Regions from separate parts of the Mus musculus genome. Here region 1 is linked to region 2. The links are chromatin contacts, called in public Hi-C maps. All regions are on one chromosome and are shown on one strand. Each heading gives the region's core, a stretch centred on a gene start, on an enhancer-like site or on the middle of the called end of the contact. The rest is flanking DNA. Distances are from core to core; before and after follow the strand shown.

What was found. Hi-C and Micro-C count contacts between places; a contact is called where the count stands out from the background.
Region 1: a Hi-C map of the G1E-ER4 cell line shows a contact between it and region 2, with 6 times the contacts expected there. The contact joins two enhancer-like sites. A contact is called at or near these places in 13 of 484 Hi-C or Micro-C datasets (the G1E-ER4 cell line, the HL-1 cell line, the N1E-115 cell line and 5 more).

Annotation. Positions count from the first base shown.
Region 1 is chr1:179,846,219-179,852,528 of GRCm38.p6, forward strand. No RefSeq gene overlaps it. Among named protein-coding and RNA genes, the nearest start is that of Gm31668, 29 kb to the right of the region's middle. Within about 2 kb of position 1,918, at least 166 of the 459 cell types and tissues checked have an H3K27ac peak or open chromatin away from gene starts, as enhancers often do. A contact at or near this core is called in the G1E-ER4 cell line, where this site is marked.
Region 2 is chr1:179,626,893-179,632,948 of GRCm38.p6, forward strand. Cnst (consortin, connexin sorting protein) reads left to right here. Exons shown (of 11, transcript NM_146105.3): 11 at 1-581. Among named protein-coding and RNA genes, the nearest start is that of Sccpdh, 38 kb to the right of the region's middle. Within about 2 kb of position 1,704, at least 21 of the 459 cell types and tissues checked have an H3K27ac peak or open chromatin away from gene starts, as enhancers often do. A contact at or near this core is called in the G1E-ER4 cell line, where this site is marked.

The DNA of each region.
Region 1 (6,310 bases), core at 668-3,167, 220 kb after region 2:
TTTTATTAGAGCAACAAGAAAAGTTACTTCCCGCGCAAGTTTCTGGTTGTGTCATGGGATGCAGACTCATGTGGCACGTTGCTGAGGTAAGACCCAGGGGAGGACACGTGAAAGCTAGCTTTGCAATGCTTAGTTGGTCTCAAGTCCTCACTGATCTTCACTTCATTGAGAGAGGCACAGTATCCTGACACTACTAATCTGGACTGCTGGTATCATGATGAACAGAGATTGGAGTTGCCCCAAAGAACTACTTCTAAACAGGCCCACGTCCCCTTGTCCTGTTTACCATCTTTTCTCCCCTACTTTTGGATGGTGGGCTAGAAGGGGGGGTGCCGGAGAGTTTGAGAACCCCTTATTAAAAGTGGGTTTTGAAAACTCTAAGCCTACAGTTATTAATGCACCGAGCAGGCCAGGCTTCACCATTCTTCTGTTTTGCATATGAAAAATCCACATAGCCTGGAGTAGTGGTGATGCCTTTAATCCCAGGATTCAGGAGGCAGAGGCAGGCAGATCTCTGTAAGTTCGAGGCCAGCCTGGTCCACATAGTGAGTTCTAGAACAGCCAAGATAGCATAGAGAGACCCTACTTGAAAGAAAGAAAGAAAGAAAGAAAGAAAGGAAGGAAGGAAGAAAGAAAGAAAGAAAGAAAGAAAGAAAGAAAGAAAGAAAAGAAAGATAGAAAGAAAATGCCTCAGGGTGTGTATGTGTGTGCGTGTATGCATGTATGTGTATATGTGTTTATATGTATGTGTGTATATATAAATACACACACATATATATGTATAGATATACGATATATACATATATATACATTGGATGTGTGTATGTATACATGTGTATATATGAAAATGTATACACGCTATATAGATCTGTGTGTATGTGATCATGTTAAATTCCTGCCTTCCAAGTGCTGGATTTATAGGTATGAGCCACTATGCCTGACTTTCATTCCAAATATTATTCAGAATTTACTACTATGTCAGATTTAATATGTCAGTGATAGTGGATTTGCAGTTTAGGGGAAATGAGATACGAATTAAATGAGTAGATACAGTCATTAGACTGTGGTACTGGCCTTGAAGATAGTGTGAGAAGTGTTAGTGGATGGCAGAAGGAGCTGAGTTTTGCAGGTCAGGGACTTTCCCTGAGCAGTGATTGATGGGAGCGCTGCTATTTGAAGGGTGAATGGGTTGAAACGGATAGAGAGGAACGGGGAGAAATTCACTCGGTGGACGGAACTGGAAAGAGTGACTTCCTGAAGGTGAGGAAGAGTTTGTGGGTGGGTCTGAGGAGTTGGGTGTTCAATGGGACCTTGGGCATCCATGAACGACTAAGTGGTTTTAAACTGGCTGCCCTGAGCAGGATGGATTGATGGGAGAAAGCTGTTTAGGAAGGAGGAGGAAGGGAGTTCCCATCAGTCGAGAGAGAAGTGGAAAAGGGAAAAGTGGGAGGAATGGCAGGAGGTGTTTTGGCTTAGAAATTGAGGACATGAAAACCTACCGGAAACGGAAGGCTCATAGCCTGCACTTTTCCTTTCTTCCTTTGCATCAAAATGGTCTGTGATTGTCACCTTCCCTCCAACTGCAGCCTCACAAAGTGGGACCTAACTTCAGGGCTGCTCGTCCCGGTGACCCTGCTCCCCAGGCAGACCTGCAGTTCTCAGATCTCCCGGGAGGTGGCAGCAAATGGAAACTAGCCGTTCACTTCCCCATCGCCCAGCCTAGCTTCCCGCCCAGGACTTCTTGGAAAATTCCTCCCCCCAACCCCCCATTCCAGTTTCTCTAAAAAGGTCTTTCTGAGCAGCCTCGGCCGCCTGAGGGTGTGACTTATCCGGGGAATGTTTCCCGGGACAGAGGCCTCGACTGAGTCAGTAATTTTTGTGGCGGGCCCTCCTTTATTTTTGGTTGCGGCCGCTTTACACAGGCTTCCTGCGACAGCGCTGTCCTTTCCCAGCCAAGCTGCCGACCAACAGGGACATTCTTTCTAGACTACCTCAGACCTGAGGGTCAAAGAATGAGACAGGCTGAGCCCAGGTGATTCTGGAGGTGGGGGTAGACCTGGGAACGCGGTTAAAGTCTGAGCCTGCCCAGAGAGGAAGACGGGCTCCAACAGGCTATGGGATAGGCTCACAAGTGTGTAAGCAAAAGGCTGAGATTTATCAAGTAAGGTAAGGGGCAAAGAAGGAGGGTAGGCTAGCTAGCAGGTAAAGAAGTACAGCACGCATGCCATAGCCAAAGGAGCAAACTTCAGAATCCAGGGCCTGCCCTAGCCCCAGGGCTGTTTTTTGTAATTTAGTGTGCAGAGCTGAATCTACTACATGACAACCCTTGGAGGATCTGTCTTTCTTGCCAATCTGACAGGTCTGTCCTTTTCCTCCTCCTCCTGCTTTTGTTTGTTTGTTTGTTTTGTTTTGTTTTGTTTTCAGATCTCATTTGGCCCAGGCTAACCTCAAACTCACTCTAAACGTCATCTTGCCTGCCTCCACCTCCTGAGTACTGGGATTATAGGTATGCACACCTCGCCTGGTTCACTCAGTGTTCGGAATTGAGCCTGGGGAATCTGTGCATCTATCTGCTCAGTTCAGCAAACGTGAGCCGAAGATCTGAGGTGCATAGCTGTGTGTGAGAGTCGGCGCTACATGGCTGTAACAAGGTACCTGACAGAATCCACTTTGAAAAGGAAATCCATTATTTTGGCTCCTGATTTCAGAAGTTTCAGTCCACGGTTGTCCGCCCTCTGCTCTGAGCCTGTGGTGGCACAGGTCATGACGGTGATCACACAGAGCAGAAGAGGCGCATTCACCTCGTGGCAGCTGGGAAGCAGAGAGAAAGGAAGGGGCCTCAGAGCACCCTCGGACACCTAACTTCCTTCTATCGGGCACCACCCCAGCAACATCACAGGCTGGTGACCAAGTTTCTAACACACAGACCTTGGGGGAACATTTGGGACCAGAATTATGGCAACAGCGCATCCATCCTTTAATCCAAAGACTCTGCAAGGATATCATGATTTATACTATCAGATACTGCTAATTTTGAACCCTGATGCTCACAGATCATCTCTAACAGGCCTTGTAGAATAGTTCCATGTTTTTGGTATCTTGGATTTCCTGGTACTAGCAAACATGATATGATTTTGTCTATGGCCACTTCTCTTTGCCTCCAGCTTCCTGTGTTCCAGCCACCTTGAATAACTTGAAATTGTCAGCCAGCTATCTATCTACCTATCTATCTATCTATCTATCATCTATCTATTATCATCTATTTATCTATATATCTCTATCTCTATCTCACACCCACATTTTTGCTAATTGCCTCTATTACCTGAGATAGTTCTTGACCAGTTACAGCAGGCACGGTTCTCCAGAGCAGTAGAACCAGAAGGGTACGTGTATAAACTAGGAGAAGTTCCACAGTCCGCGGTCTGCTGGTTAGTGACATAATTCAGTCTGAGTCCCAGGACCTGAGAACAAGGAGCACTGACTGGTGTTGAAGGGGAGGGAATATGGATGTTCTGACCCCAAAACAATAACTACACGTATACTTTGTGATGGTGAGTGTGACTTGTCAACCTGGCACAATCTAGAGGATCTGGAAGTTGGGTGTGTGCATGTGTGTGTATGTGTGTGCACTCGTTGGGTGTGTGCATGTGTGTGTATGTGTGTGCACTCGTTGGGTGTGTGCATGTGTGTGTATGTGTGTGCACTCATTGGGTGTGTGCATGTGTGTGTATGTGTGTGCACTCACCCGTGGAAGATAGTCTTGATTGTGTTCAGAGGTGGGAAGCTACCTCTGTGGGGGAGCCATTCCCTGACAGAGGTCCTGAATTGTGTAACTGGAGAAAGATTGCTGAGCAGTTGACAGACATGTGTTCATCCCACTCTGCTTCCTGTTGGAGAGGCAGTGTGACCAAGCTGCCTTGTCGTTTCTGCCGTGGGCCGGGCATCTGGAACTGTGAGCTGAAATAAGCCCTTTCTCTCTGGAGTTGATTTTGTCAGGGTGCTTTATCACAGCAACAAAAAAGGAATGAGGGGCTGGAGAGACGGCTCGGCGGTTAAGAGCTCTTCCAGAGGACTTGAGTTCATTTCCTAGCAACCACATGGTGGCTCACAACCATCTGTAGTGGGATCTGATGCTCTCTTCTGGTGTGTCTGAAAATAGCAACAGTGTACTCACAGACATGAAATAGACAAATAAATACATCTTAAAAATAAATAAATAAATAAATCTTAGAAGAAGAAGAAGAAGGAGGAGGAGGAGGAGGAGGAGGAGGAGGGGAGGGGGAGGAGGAAGAAGAGGAAGAGGAGGAGGAGAAGGCATCCATCATCTCCCCTTTTGCTTTACTCAGGACTTCAAGGGTTTTCCCTGCAGTGCATGCACACACACTGTTCATTAAGTTCTCTATCCTCTAGACCACTAGGAACTTTGTGCACACACACAATCACAGAGGAAAATTTGATTCATTTTATCTCATGGAAGAACCTAGAAGATGATGTGTTAAGTAAAACCACACACACACACACACACACACACACACACACACACACAGACACAAAGGAAAATTTGGTTCATTCTATCTCATGGAAGAACCCAGAAGATGATGTGTTAAGTAAAACAAGCCAGTCTCTCTCTCTCTCTCTCTCTCTCTCTCTCTCTCTCTCTCTCTCTCTCTCTCTCTCTCTCTCTCTCTTTCTCTCTCTCTCTCTCTCTCTCTCTCTCTCTCTGTCTCTGTCTCTCTGTCTCTCTCTCTCTCTCACATACACAAGACAAATATTATGTTATTCTATCTCTACTGAGAGGTCTACATTGACCAAACTCATAGAAATGAAAAGTAGAATGTCAGCTGCCAAGATGTGGAGAGAGGGCAGAGGGGGAGTAGTGGCCGAGTGGTTATGGTAGAATCTCAGTTTTGTAAGGTAAAGAGCTCTCACAATAGATGGTGGGGATGGCCGCATGTCAACGTAAAGGTACCTAATGCCTCTAGACTCTATGCTGAAAATGGTTACTGTTGGGGCTGATGAAATGGCTCACCGAGTAAAGGTGATTGCTGTGCAAGCCTGGTGGCCCCAGTTCAATACCCAGAACCCATTGAAAAGGTGGAAGGAGTGATCCAGTTCTACAGGATTGGCCTCTGGCCTCCACAGTGCACCATCCTCTGCTAGTGAAAAGCAACGTAAAATAAAATAAAATATTATTTATTTTTATTTTGCAGTGCCAGGGATCAAACCCAAGGCCTTTAAACATGATAGACAAGTGCTCCATCATTGGACTTCACTGCCAGTAGTGGTTACAATTTCTAAAAAGCCAAAAGTGGGAGTGGGGGTGGGGGTGTAAATTGTAGCCATGTTCATTTTATTACAGGGTCTCCAGCAGTCAAGGCTGGCCTGGAACTTTCTATGTGGTCAGGCTAGCCTTGAACCTGTGATCCTCCTGCCTCTGCCTGCTGAGTGGTGAGATCACACATGTGTGCTGTTACATCAGACTGCATTGTAATTTTTAAAAATAAAAATCAACTAGAGCCACAGATAACAGTTATGAATATGGAAGTTGTGGTCTCAATAGAAAGAATAGAGGGGACAAGCTGCGGGCTGCAGGGGCTGGTAAAGTCAGAGAAGGGGGAGGAGAGAAAAAGGAAGACGAGGAGGAGAAGGAGGAGGAGGAGGAGAAGAGGAAGAGGAAAAGGAAAAGGAAGAGGAAAAGGAAGAAACAATAGGGGTACAAAGTAGGAAGGAGATCTAGCCTAGAGGTGCAGGGAGGAGAGGCAGCCTAGACTGTGCTGGATATAGGGCAGAGGGAGTCCTGTATTTCTCGTTAGAGAACTCACTTTCATGACCTGGATAAACTCAGCTTCAGATCACAGTAGGATAGAACCTAGATTGCAGTTGGATGAACAGGGTGTAGGTCTAGGGAGGAGGGGCAAGTATGGCTGAGAGGAGGCAGAGAAGAAGGTGACAGAGAGAGGCAGCCTGACATCAGGTGTCAACAAGATCCCGAGGGGATTTTTGCAACTTGCTCTGATTTCATGCTCGCTCAGCATCCTTCCAGATGTATCCAGATTCAAATAGCCACGGAGACTTCTGGCCCACCAGACAGAATGACTTTCCAAGGAACTGGTATTCTAGTAGGCATACCATCTCTTGTTTGTTCATGAAAACACACCAGACTCCAAACAGCTCTGTGGAAAGTCTTTACAAGTGTAGGGCTCAGGACTGTGAATTTCTCTGAGGTGTCTTCTCCCTTCCCAGGCTGGTCCCTTGGCTGGGTGCCTTCTTTGACACCATGCACCCTCAGAGACTCTCCTTAGCTTTAGGT
Region 2 (6,056 bases), core at 454-2,953:
CCTCTCGATACACAGACATTTCACCCTCATGATTTCTAGCTGCGGGGATTTGATGATCTTTGTTTCTGCCAATTTTATGTCAAGAAAAGTTCAAATCTCCCTCCTGTTCACCTCTTTTCGGTCACTCAGAGTCCCGTGTGATCTCTGATGTTGTATTTGCCTCTCAGCCACCTTGGCCACATTTCCAAAACCCTGGGTTTCCTGGGAGAATCCAGTAAAAGAAAGGGCTGAAATGATACCTGGCTAACCAGTGACCCAGTTGTGTATCCAAGGAGCCGGTGCTCACCACTCGGGGAACCAGAGTGATCGGGAGCAGACTGACCTCGTGACCTAAAGTGGGTGTGAACTCTCACCTAGAAAACCTAGGGTACCTTTGAAACCTGTAATGGTCATTTATTGCATGAATTGGAGTATCCCCCTGCAGGTGAGAGGATGCTATCCTACGTACAAGCATCAGACAACTATGCTGAAATGTCACTCCTCCTCTCATTTGAAAGTACTGACAACTATTTATACCTAGAGTTCTGAAGAACTGTATTTGAGGGTGTCAAATCAAGCTTGTAATTTAAAATCTACACCAACAAAATGTCTCCGAGAATTTATTTGAACCCTTTGGGTGTTGGGGGACGTGCTTGAAAGCAAACTATAATGCCAGAGGTCGGGCCAGTCCCTGAAGGAGATGCCAGCTATTTGGAGCAAGTCTTTTTTTTTTTTAATTACATTCACATATTTTGGGGAGGGACCACAATTGTGCCACAGTGTCCATGTGGAGGTCAGAAGAACACTTAACGGAGTCGCTTCTCTCCTTCCACCATTAGGGTCCAGAGGCTCAAACTCAGGTCATGCGCTTGAGAGCAAGCGCTTTCTCCCACTGAGCCATCTTATCACCTCTATTTTGAGGACATCGTAACGTCCCTAAGTAACAGTTCTCAGCTTTTAAAATACCTCTCTGCCTGACTAGTAACCAGGCTCCACTCTCAAGTGCTGCATCCTTTTAGACTTGAAAATCAAGTCCAGAGTCTGATTTTATCAGTCTGTGAATTGGGGTGTGAGAGGTGCTGAGGAGCTGAAGTTTGAAGGTCAGGCTTATTTTGCAAGGGCAGATGTGATTTGGGTCTCCTGAATGGCAGGACAACATAGCCTAAGGGGAGCAGTGAGGAAGGACTGGGTGGGGCCAGGGTGGGGCGGTGGGTGTTGAACAGAGGGAAAATGGAGACCAAAGAAGCCTTCGGCTGGTGACCTCCTTTCCTGACACTGGCCTTTGTGACACTCACTCCCCATACATAGGCGGGTTATTTTTCATTATTAGCATCTATTAATACTGGGTTTCATTATGACACTTGCATACGTGTAGATAATGCATTTTGAGCATCTTCATTACCTGGTACACTCTTGTTCCCCTCCGTCCCTGCTCATCCCCTTCGAGAGGCTGGGTTCTTCATCCTACTGCTAGCAGGCAGACCTCTGTAAGCTCTCATTGCTTTGGGCACAGTTGATCTTGTGTGGCGTTTGTAGTATTTTGACATTGATGCATTCTGTGTCTGAATAAGCACATGTACATCTCTAAGCCACAGGTTTGGTGATGCTCGGCTCCACTACACTTCTGTTTCCCTCACATGACCTGCACCTGCAGAGACTGTACGAGTGCCTCTGGGGCTTTTGGACTTTAATAGCAATGTAGTAAGCTGGGCGTGGCTTTGTGTCTGGTGCTGAGCAGCTCGTGTTTGCTGCCTTCTGCCCCCTTACACACATCAGATTGCCAGCCCTGTAAGCACAGTGAGAGGGCTGGGGGCCCCACTCGGCTTAAAGAGCTTGCGTCTGATAAGGGAATGTATTTGTAAAGAAGGAACCAAAAAGAAACTAGGTAACAACGTGCTACCTAGAGGATTGGAAATTCAAGTTCTTTCATTCTGCACTGTTGGGAATAAAGGAACTCACAGCAGCTGATAGGAAAGTCAAGCAGCCATCTTTCCTGACTGCCAAAGGTCTGGTGGTTACTATGTAACCAGTACTGCATCACAGCCGCTGTGAGCACTGCTCAGTTGGTAGCAGGCAGGTTTCTAGCAGTGGGAATCATCTCAGCCAAAGCTTGCTGTTCAAAACAGAAGGGTTCAGGCTGGTGCTTGTTTGCCCCTTGTGCACAAGACAGTGTCAGATAAATAAGTAAAGTCTTAATTGCCCTGAATTGAAAACCACCTCACAAGGAAAACTAGGGCTAGAGAGTGTTGCCAGTCAATATGGCAGTCATTTAAGAAGTACTCAGGGCACAAAATGCTCTTAAAAAAAAAAAAAGTACTGCTGGCCCATTTTATGAGACCAATAGTGAAACAAGATAAAGACAGTGAGAAAACCAAGAAGCTAAAGTCACTATTGCTAGTCCACCACTATGTCCAAAATCTTTTAAAGAAAATAGTTGCTAGGACAGAGTCAGAGAGGCAGGGACAGCTCAGCCAGTAAAGCACCTGCCTGGCCAGTAAATACAAGGACCTCAGGATCCCACGTGAAAACGCACTTGCAGTCTCTGTGTAGGAAAGTAGAGGCAGGAGGATGCCCACGTCTCCTGGCCAGCCAGCCTAGTTGGTTATTCCCAGACCAGCCAGAGATTGTCGCCTGTGTTTTTGAAGGTGACAACCTAGGCTGGGTTACACATTGAGACCTTGTCTCAAGAAACCAAACCGAGTATATGGCTCAGTAATAGACTGTTGGCCATTCACAGAGCCAATTGTTCATAGAGGTAACAGACATGATTCAAATTCAAATTGCAGCAATTTTTAGAAATTGACAGTTTAAAATGCTTGAGAGACAGCTGACCTAGAAGATGGTTGGAGGCCCTTTGCCTGTTTTTCAACGTTTTGTTCTACAGCAGTCAGACTGGTGTCTAGGGAGACCTAAAGGCCACATGAGCACACCCAAGTGATCCACAAAGGAGCCAGGCCCTTTCAACAAATAACACTGTCAAAATTGCACGTCTAGTCGTGAAACTAATTAGCATAAACAATTAAATCTGAAATGAATAGGCTTCAGGCCTGGAACCTAAAACTATAGGGTCACTAGAAGAACCCAGGATTAGCTTGGTAACTTTTGTATAAAAAGGGATTTCTTAGAGCACAGTAAGAGAGGGTAAAAGGGAAGTGATAGTTGGACTTTTTAAAAATGTGCTTTTCATATAATGTTAGGAAAATGAGAGGCAGTAATCAGATGCAAGACAATAGTCACAATGTTTTTGTAAAGTTGTGTTGGTGTGGGCAGTGGGTCCTTGCCCATGTGTGTGTGGAAGCCGGGGACACTTTTAAAAGTCAGTTCTTTCCTTCCACCATTTGGTCCTGGGGATCAAATTCAAGTCATTAGGTTTGACAGTCAGAGCCTCACAATGAATTCATTGAAGACCTTATAAATTTAGAATATATATATATATATATATATATATATATATATATACATATATATATTCAGAATTATGACAACTTTGAAAGGCCTCATAAGAGAGAACATATAAATAGCCAATGAGTACATGAAAAGATACTGACTCTTAAAAGTCACCAAGAAAATGCAAATGAGCGAGCTTCCTCTGCACACTTAAAATGTCCAGACTGCATGGACAGACAGACAGTGCAAGGACAGTTCTACATAAGGAATTTGGTGTGACATTGGTAGAACATATGGGGGTGGGAAATTATGGTCACCATATGGAAAATTATGGGTGTAAAAAAGGTATCGATCGTTCTTTTGTGATTAAACGAAGATTAGGAAAAGACTAGGAGGGTCTTTGAAGGGCTTTGAGGAATGTGCAGGTAGCGATGCTAAAAGGCTGAGCTGTGATCTATCAGGAAGGAGGAAGGGTACCCGTTCTCTATCACTGCTCAGCATAGCAAGGAAGATAAAGTTGAAGAAAGTAGATGGGAGAAACAGACATCCAGTTTGGAAGACAGGAAGGAAAACTTCACAGATGACAGCAAAGAAGCCACATGAAAGCTCCAGACTGACAAATTCAAAGGTGTTGCCGAGTTCAAGGTCATGCACACACACACACACACACACACACACACACACACACACACACAATCTGTTGTTTCTATGCATCTCGATTAATGATCTGAAAAAGATTTGTTCACAGGAGCATTTAAAAGACTGGACTAGGGCTGGAGAGATGGCTCGGGGGTTAGGAGCACTGACTGCTCTTCCGAAGATCCTGAGTTCAAATCCCAGCAACCACATGGTAATTCACAACCATCCGTAACGAGATCTGACACCCTCTTCTGGTGTGTCTGAAGACAGCTACAGTGTACTTCCATATAATAAATAAATAACTTTAGAAAAAAAAAAAAAAAAGACGGGCTTATTATGTGCTGAAAACTTCAAAACATGGCCAAGGAGACCAATCAGTGCAGACTGAGTCCGAGTGGGTTCACGTGTAGGAAGACATTGTATGGGCCACAGCTACCTCCTGAGTCTGTACAGTCTCTCAGAATCCCAGTAACATACTACTTAGGGATGTGCCAAATGTCACTGCTGGAGAGATAGCTCATCCGCTAAAGCCACCTAGCCTGTTAATCCCTGGGACCCACAATGGCTTCCTCGAGTTATCCTCTGACCACCAGAAACATGGTAAAGGACCCTTCGCACCCCCACCCCCAGACAAATAATTTTAAACCAATCTTCACCAATGTTCACAGCTGCCTTAACTGTGGAAACCCAGACCTGGAAACACAGTGCAGCTGAGCACTCCAGCAACAAAACACTCAGATAACTTTGAGTAGTTATATGAATGAATCTCAGATTAAAAAAAAAAAAAAAAAAAGCAATTTTCTCACGGTGGCAGAAACAAACGGGCCCCAGAGTGTGAAGGTTGCATAGCAGTGGGGCCATGGCAAATCTAGGGACTCATGGAAACCGATGCTATGAATGTGCTGCTGATTTCATAGGTAGGTACATCTCTCAAAACTTGCAGAGCAATGCGTGCTCTGAATGGAAGCAAGTACAAACGGTGCCTCAATATCACTGCTAAAAAATATATTCTGTTTGTAGCTTCAAGGTGAGGAAGAGTCCTACTCTTTGGACGGCTTATTCCCTTTTGAGGTGGTTGCTTTGTTAGAACAAAAGCTCTGGTGGCTTCCTTGTACCTCCGTTCTACAATACCTGTTTTGACATACAAGGGTAGCTACCCAACCAGCCGCTATTAGGATGTCTCGATAAACTCAGTGGTTCAGAACACCCCCACCCCATCATAACTCTGCTGACTGTTTGTAGATCCCTTTATTTCCTTCTTGAGTGTTGAGCTGCTGACCTAAGTAATTAAGAGGCGGAGGCAGGAGGATGGCAAGGTCTGGGCCAGCTTGGACTACAATAGAGACCCTGGGGTTTTGTTGTACTTTTATTTTTTGTTTTATTATTCTATATGATGCAGCAGTTCAGATTCCAAAGCCAATCTAATTATAGTCTGTAAGGACAGCCATATCCCTTTGGCTGGAATATATTGATCAAAAGTGAGCTTTCATAATTTCATTGCTTAATTGATTTGGATCAAAGGTCAGGCAGGAGATGTGCACTTAAGGAGAAAGAGCTGACATCATCCCTCGCCCGTTAGAATGATGGAGCCCTAAATGGCTGGCTCTCACTTTCTAAGTACATGACCTGGAATTGACTATGTATAAACCAAGCAAGAAAAACACCCTGAGCTTCCAAGGCCAAAAGCAGGTCCACACGTGGCTATACATGAATGTAATCCTTTTCCCTTTTTTGTAAAGGAATTTTTCTGTATCTCAGGATGGTTTGGAATGCTGTGGAGCCCATACCAGCATCAAACTCACAATCCTCCTGCCTCAGACTTCCAGGGAATTCTATGCTCTACTCTGCTTGCTTGCTTGCTTGCCTGGTTCCCCCCCCCCCCTTTGTGTGTTACCGCTTACACGGAAAACTAAATTATTGGTCTAGAAATAGCAGTTTTGTCAGCCCCAAAGAGGAGGCTGTCAGGATGTAAGCTAGTTTGGTCGAGCATAAACCATGAAGGAAGGAAGCAACCCCAACCTCAGCTTCAGGCTGGGGCCTCAGAAGCAAAG